Linked DNA regions of Mus musculus: region 2 is linked to region 1. The links are chromatin contacts, called in public Hi-C maps. All regions are on one chromosome and are shown on one strand. Each heading gives the region's core, a stretch centred on a gene start, on an enhancer-like site or on the middle of the called end of the contact. The rest is flanking DNA. Distances are from core to core; before and after follow the strand shown. Region 1 overlaps Oxr1 (oxidation resistance 1). Region 2 overlaps Oxr1 (oxidation resistance 1).

Region 1 (4,718 bases), core at 1,286-3,785:
TTACAGCATTTGCATAAAGCACCATTCCAGAAAAGAAGCCCTTGAGCGGAGAAGTAAACCGTGTTTCTACCGTGAATTATGGCCTACTCTTAATTCTCAACAGGAGAATCTGGACCTGTGCCTTTAGCTGGCAGGCAGCCATGTTTTCTCCTCTCTCTCTCTCTCTCTCTCTCTCTCTCTCTCTCTCTCTCTCTCTCTCGTCACTCTTGGTGCCGTTTCACTCCTTTCACACTCCCAGAGGCTTTCCAAAACACCTTTAAAAAAGAGGTTTATCCTTGGTACTGAGTGAAACCCAGAGCTGTTCAGATGCACTGGGCCTCCCAACACGGCCACCCTCCCTCAGTAGCTCTACTTGGAAACTTCCACTTCTCCCCTGCTTCAGGGGCCCCTTAGGCCACCTGTGCTGTCATTCTCAGGTCCACTTCACCAACGTCTGCTTTGTAAAGTAAACTGCAGAAGGAAAATAAATGTGTACCCCAAGTCAAGCTATAGCATACATTATTTTGGTTGAAACGTGACCTGTGAGATTAATACACTACCAAGAAAAAGTACTTAATGTCATTTGTTGCATCAACCGATGAAACGCTCCAGAAGCTCTGCTTTGTAAGTTGTGATTTCAAACCCACTCTATACATCAATCAATTGCTTTAAACATATAATTTACAGAGTTAAGATGGATACTAGAGGTTTTTTTTAAGTGCTGTTGCCACATAAATTTCAATAGACTTGTATTATTACATCTTTTGCATGCTAATATTTTCAGCTGTCAAATGCTGAGAGCAATCAATAATGCAAGAATTCATCAAGCATGAAGTAAAAAAAAAATCAAGGAAAGGAGAAAGGTACTTTCAGCAGTGAAAAAGAATGATCATTGTGAAGACAGTGTTTTGTTTTGTTTTTTCTTATCCTTAAGAACTTGCTGGTAGAGAGGAAGGATACTGAGGGGACTCTTAGTTTATAATGTACGGTGTCCTCTGAGTTCTAGGTTAACACTTGATTAGCGTTGTTACAGGCAGAGTGAGGTAACTGACGTTTCCCAGGTCAGCTGCTAAAATAGTAAACCGTAGGGCTGATAATCCCACCCCTCCCCCATTATAAGATTATTCTCATCCTGTCTTTGATATAAGCAGAACACATGGATAAAAACAACTACTTAGGGATGTATAAAATCAATGATGAGATACCAAGGCAGGAGCAGGAAGTGAGAGAAGAAAATATCTGTGAAGCTTGGAAAAGAAGATAGTGAAGTCCAGTAAAAATCAGTCTAGAACATTCCACAGGGTGATATGAACACACCTAGGCACATCCACAATGTGGATTGTCTTAGTGTTTTACTGCTGTGAACGGACACCATGACCAAGGAAATTTTTATAAAGGACAACATTTAATTGGGGCTGGTTAACAGGTTTAGAGGTTCAGTCCATTATCATCAAGGTGGGAATGTGGCAGCATCAAGGCATACATGGGGCAGGAAGAGCTAAGAGTTCCACATCTTGTCCCTAACACAGCTAGGAGAAGGCTGGCTTCCAGGCAGCTAGGATGAGGGTTTTAAAGCCTGAGCCCACAGTGGCACATCTACTCCAACAAGGCCACCACACCTCCAAACAGTGCCACTCCATGGGCCAGGTGTACTCAAACAGGGACTTAGGAGGCCTCACCAGGTGATATTCAATGTAACTGCCATCATTGAATGGCTATAGTCACTACTTCAGCTCTAACACCCACAAGCACAAGGTCCAAATGAAGATGCACACTCCAGAAAACCAACAAATTTAGTTCCTCAAATTCCCACCAGACCACAAAAGGGTCACGTCTCAAAATGTATTTAATGTAGAAAGAGAGAGGGAGGGAGGGAGGGAGGGAGGGAGGGAGGGAGGGAGGGAGGGAGGGAGGGAGGGAGGGAGAAAGAGATGGAGACTATAATCACTCACTCATGGTCCTGCTGCTAACTTAAATTGAGGTGGGGAGCAAATCTGAAGGTCTTTTCATCACTCAGCAAACCATTCTGCTGAGTTTTCACTTGGGCTAACTGGCCTATTCACAGAAAGTCTACAGTGTAACAAATAAAGGAACGCCTTTCTTCCTTCCGCTGGAGGCTACCAAGGAAACCATTTATCTTTAGGGAGATATCCTCTCAAATATTCCTCTACAACATGGCCTGAGGGGAGATGGCTATAGCTGCTGTTAATACAATTTTTGTCAGGAAGATAAGTTTCCTCATTGAAAGGGTAAATGGAAGCAGAAAAGTTTTCTGCAAACTGTCATATTTCACCAGAAAAAGGCCTTTTTAAAATTCCCTTGGAGTTGGAGTTTGACTTTCCTCTTTTCGAAAGAACGAGCGTTAATTGCTCTCCTTCGGGTGGGGAAGATGTGCTTGGTGTCTTTGATCCCAACCAAGGCAAAAACTTTAATTCTCTGAAAGGACTGTCCTTTTCCATGAAATTGCTTTCCTTCTGCACACAAAATAGGCCAGTCACCATTCGGAACGTGAGCTGCTTTAGTGGGCTGTGATTTTCCGTAGACAAAGCAAGTCTCTGTACAGCTTGCCCTTCTGGCCCCTTGAGGAGGGAGGTCGATGTCTTGCCATCTTTTTCTCTGGGCACCATTCCATTGCCACATCACTGGCTCCATTTCAACACCATCACTCCACAGAAGGCTTCTGGACCGACACCAACCCTAAATTACTTCTGCTGAAAAAAATCTCAAGGAAAGAAGAGACTGCAAAGCAATTGGTTTCCAGAAAATGGTATGATGCAGCCAAGTCAGCTTAATAAATTGGATAAAGAATCATTACAAAACCCCTGGGTTATGATAAAGACTGTGGGTCGCACATGCGACTGTGAGTGACCTTGGGAACATAGAAGCTCCTAGAAATATGAACTCCACCTACTTAGGCAGTAAGATAAATATACTCATTCAAAAGAAGGAGTAACTTGAATCCTTCCTCCCTCAATTGATAAATGAGGGAGGCTTCCTCAATTGTTAAATGACAGCTACAGAGAGATTTGCTATTTGACTTGGCTCCAGTGATGAAAACTATATTTAAAAAATTGTCCTCACTTTCCAACCACTTAGAAACAGAAATATATATGTGTATGTGTGTGTGTGTGTATATATATATATATATATATATATATATATATATATATATATATATATATGTATATATTGAATAAAAGAGTGTGGTAAGGAAGAGGAGGAGGGAAGAAAATCAGCTTGATTCAGAAACAAAGAAAGATACCAGAAGTCTTGCCAGTAAGACAAACAGGGGGGCAGATACCACCCAATGAAATTCAAAACTTTCTCTGAAGCTCCAAGAGGCTGCCAAAGAGATCTCAGCAAGGAAGACTGCCACTCAGAGAGATGGTACGACTCTTCCAACCAGTTAAATTGAAGCAAATAATCATAACAGTAAATATCACAAAACACAGTTTTTAAAGCTAGAAATAAAACTCAGTGGTAGCGGACTTCCTTGGCATTTCTAAGGCCCTGGGTCTAGAATTTTTAAAGGCTATAGTATTTTCTTTCAATTAATAGGATTGATTTCATTACATTTAGGGCAGAATTCTTTGTAGGTATATAAGCAGTATAGATACTCAGGATACATAAATTATGCAAAAGGGACTACTGTGGATTAATACAGCCATGTTTATCTGCTGTGGCCTCTTGGCATATATTAACCTTATTGTTCCTCATCTAATTTGATTAGTTATATAACTAGTTCATTTTCTTTGTTTTTTTTTTTTCTAGTATCCGAATTTACAAGTGAAAGACAGGGTTTTTGGATATACTTTGTATAGATGAATGCAAACCTAGTTTCTCAGTTTTAGTAGGTTAGCTAACAACAACACAAACTCTTGAGCTATTAAAAGGTGTTTGTTGGAAAAATGGTCAGTGGAGAGAGAGTAATGGCAGGTCCCTTACAGAAGGGTACAACGGAGGTGTCCTGCCATAGCAGCTGAGTTCCAGAGCTGCTCAAAATAGGAATTCTCAGCAAGCACTCTGATGTGTACAGGAGGATCGTTCCGTTCTTCCTCATCCTGCGTGTCTCTGTGTGCTCTGATGGCATCCTAGCTAGAAAGTCATCTAGGTCAAGAGCCAGTGAGAAATCCACACTAAGCTTGATTAGCCTTTATGTAAAATTCATCAATAAACTGATCTATATTTAAAATCAAATCTTAAATGCAGAATGTCCACTTGAGCCAAAATGAAGTACTATTGAATCTGTATTCTTAATCATGTTCAGATTAAATTTCATTAAAAAAGAAAAAAAACTGTCCACAATAATGTTTAAAAATTGAAGTTACTCATTTTAATCTTTTGAAAGAGAAAACAAATACACTGAGCCACCCACTTCCCTAGACTCACCTGTACCAGAGCAGCTTAACTCTGAATCCTTACAGGGATGCACATTAACAAAGAAAGAGTAATATGATTTAATACTGTGAGTTTAACTATCTACCTTCATTAGGATCATTACAGTAAGTAAATGAATCTCCAGCAACCAAGAGAGGAAAGACAGCAGATATTACATAAAACATAATGTGGCAGGATTTTCCAAACAGCCCTGGATGTCTCCAGTGAATGTTCTTTTTAATGAAGATTGACGGAAGTATTCAAAGTATAAAGTATGTCATTATTTTGTAGATATTCCATCCTGGAAAACTAAGGTCTCCAGATATTTTTATTAGTCCATGTGTGACTATATCTAATGAATA
Region 2 (4,504 bases), core at 1,080-3,579, 180 kb before region 1:
CTACAAAGACTTTAAAACATAGAACTCAAAAGATGGCCTAGTTGGCCATCATTGCAAAGAGAGGCCCATTGGACTTGCAAACTTTATATGCCCCAGTACAGGGGAACACCAGGGCCAAAAAGGGGGATCTAGATTATTTGGGAGTTTACTGTATAGGTAAAGATGAATGTAATGGGGAAGAGTGTTTGATATGTTTGATGATGGGGGAAAGATGGGGGGGGGTTGTAGAATTTCCTTCACTTCAAGAAGCTTTGCCTGTGTAAGATGTTCTAATTCGCACGTCTTAGATTCACAGTGCTGCTGCTCTGTTGCTGTTGTTTCCAAATGGTCATGTCTTTGCGGTTTTAGGCTGTTGCAATCATGCCTGAAAACAGAGTAACTCCTTCATTCCACTTTAAGACATTCACAGATGTGCTGCGACTATTTTCGTTTTGTGATCAATTGCAGCGAAGGGCAAGGATTCTATGATGGATGTTTAGGCAAGGAAGTCTTTTTCTGCTGTTGGTTTTAGACACATTTTCAAACACTTACAGACTACGTTACCACTGGATCCTCAACTACTTCGAGAACTCCAAAAATTAAGTCCAGATCCGGTGTGGGGGAAGTTGATTCACTGATGGTGGCTTTGGAAGTTTATTAGTCTAGCTTGTCACTTGTCTTCTTCCTGACTGCAGACACAGTGGAATCAGCTGCTCATACTCCTGCTGGCCACCATGCCTCCCGCAGTATGATGGCTATTCCTTTTAAAAATGTAGTTCCAAATAAAACCTTCTTCTCTTAAGTTGCTTCTTTTATGATATTTGTTTACAGCTACAGCAAATATAATTTATTTATATTTCAATTATAATAGCTAAGGACCTTCTCCAGGTCATATACAGTGAATACATATATAAAATTCTCAAGAAATTAATAAAGATACTTTATTTTTAAAAACAAAAATCTGATTCATACCATTTCATGCACATAAGAGCCCTAATACTGAAACAGGAACATATAGAAAGAAGTGTTGGCAAGGGCATGCAAATTTGGAATTCTGGCGTATCACTACTGGTATATACAATGTATATATACAGTAGTCTATACAGTGGTACAGTGAGAAGTATGGTGGCTCTTCAAAACCTTAAGGCATCACCAAGAAAACTGAAAGGTGACACAGTTATTTTCTTAACTGTATTATACTGATAACAGCATTCTTTAAATAGCCTGAAGGAAGAAGCAGTCAAATTGTCCATCAAGAGATTAGTACAAATTCAGTATGCTATAGGGTATTGGTCATCAATCTTTCTAATTCTGTGGCCCTTTAATATAGTTTCTTATGTTGTGGTGAACCCCAAACATAAAATTATTTTTTGTGGCTGTTCCATATCTGTAATTTTGCTACTGTTATTAACTGTGATATAAATATCTGTGGTTCCTGATGTTCTTAGGTGACTCCCTGTGAAGGAATTGTTCAACCCCAAAGAGGTTATAAACCACAGGTTAAGAGCTACTGCTATGTGGCTATGGTATTGAAATTTAGAAGGAAGGCTCTTCCAGGCTAGTGAACTGCTCAGTGGGAATAGACACTTGCTGCTAAGCATGACCTGAGTTTGGTCCCTGAAACTCGCATGGTGGGCAAGAACTGACTCCTGTAAGTCACCATCTGACCCCAACACATGCTTCAAGGCACACATGCATGTATGTACAGATACACACACACACACACACACACACACACATGCACACTAAATAAATAAATAAATAAATAAATAAATTCAATAAAATAATTTTAAAAAGAAATTATTATCTCTATGGAAGTGTCCAATAAAAACAGGTCTACTGCATTTTTTAAAGAAAATATTTCATTCATAATTTTATATAGAAATGGTTGGATTAATATCAGTTTGGATATCGTGCACTAAACAAAGTGGGTTGTTAACTAAAAGTCCTTAGACAGACTTGCTCCTGTGGTAAATTTTAAAGTTACACTTCTTTTCTTTATATTTATATAGAGACATGAAGAAAAACACATTTGCAGGGCTGTATGTCAATCAAATGTAATCCGACATCCTAAGGTAAACAGCGTCTCTTTTGCTCAGTGACTTCTCACTGGTAGTAGGTCCACAAGTTTAATTGATTCCAATAGGAACAATTCAGATACACCTAAAGGAACATTTGAATAACTAGTGTTATTCTTTGATGTTCTAAAACTTACACTAATGGAAAATCTTGAAACATTCTTGCCTGCTTCCCCCCTTTACCAGGATGATGCTTGTTAACAGAATGCTCATAAAGGCAAAGGACTGCGGAAGGCTGGGCACACGCATGCGCGGTTGCTAGGGAACTTGCTTTCCATTTGTGTGCTGCGCAGATCTCTTTCTCCTTGGATTCGTGTTTTGTTAAGACTATCATCCTGTGAATCATTCAGAAGAAGATTTTCTTCTTTGCCCCAGTTACGAAGCAGGATAAGAATGAACGTGCAAATATTTAGAATGTTAATTCTGTCAACATTGCTTAAGCCAGTGCCAATGAGATTATCTACAATAACACATACAACTATCCAGCGTGCTCTCTCAAGCATGGCACAGTGCAGGCTTCACTGAATGTATACAAAATGACCTAGAGGTTTTAGAGGCACCAACTCCATATTTTTTCTAAATTCTCCTGTAAGTAAAGCTTGCCTTTAGATTCCACCATGGAAAGGTACTCGAAAGGCCTTTGAAAGCAGACCACGGGAAACCACTGCTTTCCTCCTTTAATGATAAAGGCCTAACGGGCGCAGAGATCAGACCTTTGCAGGGCTCCCTGAAATCGGTACCAATTTTCCTCATCAGTGCCATGGAGGCCTAGAACCCCTGCCAGGAGCTCCTACTTATTCTGGCACTTCCTGGTCTTTGAAAAGCAGCATCAGTTTTCCCTACCCTCCATCACCAGCCCTTTTATAGCTCTGCAGGCATATAACTACTTGTCTGAAGTTTCTTCTTGCTTAAATTCTTAAAGTTACATTTTGCTTTCTTAAGGGAGTCATGGTCAAGGTAGAATCAACTCACCATTAAACACCCACCGGGAGGCAGTCACTTACTGCCATTAAAAGCTAGTTCCATGGTCTAAAAATGACAGTAGCTGTTCATTATGCTTTAAACATATAATCTCTACAGAATCCTTTCCTTTTCTTGGGTATGTGGCTATTTGTAGTTTAATATTAATGCGGTCTCCCAGACCAGTTTGCACTAGAGGGTCCGCACTACAAGTAGCTTCTGGGAACCCGACCCAAGTTGATTCTGATCGGTAAATAAAGATAGCAGCAGCCAATAGCTGGGGAGGACAGACAGAGGCTGGAGTTTAGGATTTCCTGGACTTAGGATCAGGAGGAGAGGAAGAAGGAGATCCACCATGCTTTGGGAGATTGTAGAAAGAGGAGAGACTCAGCGGCTACCATGGGGTAGAGAAGCAAGGTGGGCACCCTGGGCTCTGAGCCGAGAAAGCATGGCCCAGAGGGGTCCAGAGCGACCAAGATGGAACATAGAAACTAGTGAGTATTAACTCAAAATTATCGGCAGGAGCAAGATTCTAGCAGCATAGAGCCTAGGTAATCAACCAGCTGTTGTGCTGCTTAAGGTATATTAAAATGTAAAGACTGTGTTTTTTATTCGGGAACATCAACCATTGAGGCAGGAAGCAACTCCATGCCAACCATAATTAATAATTAATACTACATGGCTGTTCATATAATATCTGTTATATTATCTCATCGGCATCATTAAAATCTTGACCCTATAACAATGGAATAACTCATCAACATGAAACCGAGAAAATGCCAGAAAATGTCACCCAGAGTTAATATGGACATATTTCCTTCATCACTTTGGCCTTAAGCCAAATAATGAGATTTTTTTAAAAAAAAAACCTATTTGCATAACAGATTTGAAATATTTAAGGGGGCTTTAATGATATGCAGTAATGCCATGACGGTTTTACAGAAGAGAATTGGAATTTAAAAAGGAACAAAAAAAAAATCAACAACAAAGCTTATAAACCACACTGGAAATTTCCTAAAACCAATAACTCCATGATTGTATTTATGCAAATATATGCATATGTGTAATTTTCTCAAAATAAAAACCCTTGGCAGAAATATAGATTTGGAAGAAAAACATCTTTTTCTGAACTTTTAAAGTTCTTTATAATAATTTCATGTCTAAGAAGTTCTGCTCATATTTCTTGGAGCACTTAAGTTCTGTGTTCTCCATCCTTGGGTGTTGCCATCCGCTAACAAACATTTTAGGACACTTACTCATTTGTTTCCTTATAAACTTCTTTTGCTTTAGGATTTCAGGTTGGGATATTCATAAGAGTCTCCAAGCATAGCCTTAGCTTTGAAACAGACTATACATATCTAGAGCATCAACTCTGCAGGTCGTGGAAAGGCAATCTATTAAATGAGTGAAATAGTGTGCTCTGTTTATCAAAGACTAAACAGAAGGGTGTAGAATACAGCTCGTGGACAGAAGGCAGACTTATTCCA

Evidence for each region. Hi-C and Micro-C count contacts between places; a contact is called where the count stands out from the background.
Region 2: a Hi-C map of cerebral cortex shows a contact between it and region 1, with 1.9 times the contacts expected there. The contact joins two enhancer-like sites. A contact is called at or near these places in 2 of 484 Hi-C or Micro-C datasets (cerebral cortex and nephron progenitors) and 1 of 9 other capture datasets (embryonic stem cells).

What each region holds. Positions count from the first base shown.
Region 1 is chr15:41,491,633-41,496,350 of GRCm38.p6, reverse strand. The region is part of intron 1 of Oxr1 (oxidation resistance 1); the gene reads right to left. Among named protein-coding and RNA genes, the nearest start is that of Oxr1, 47 kb to the right of the region's middle. Within about 2 kb of position 2,535, at least 35 of the 459 cell types and tissues checked have an H3K27ac peak or open chromatin away from gene starts, as enhancers often do. A contact at or near this core is called in cerebral cortex, where this site is marked.
Region 2 is chr15:41,675,561-41,680,064 of GRCm38.p6, reverse strand. All of the region lies in intron 3 of Oxr1 (oxidation resistance 1), which reads right to left. Among named protein-coding and RNA genes, the nearest start is that of Abra, 190 kb to the left of the region's middle. Within about 2 kb of position 2,329, at least 16 of the 459 cell types and tissues checked have an H3K27ac peak or open chromatin away from gene starts, as enhancers often do. A contact at or near this core is called in cerebral cortex, where this site is marked.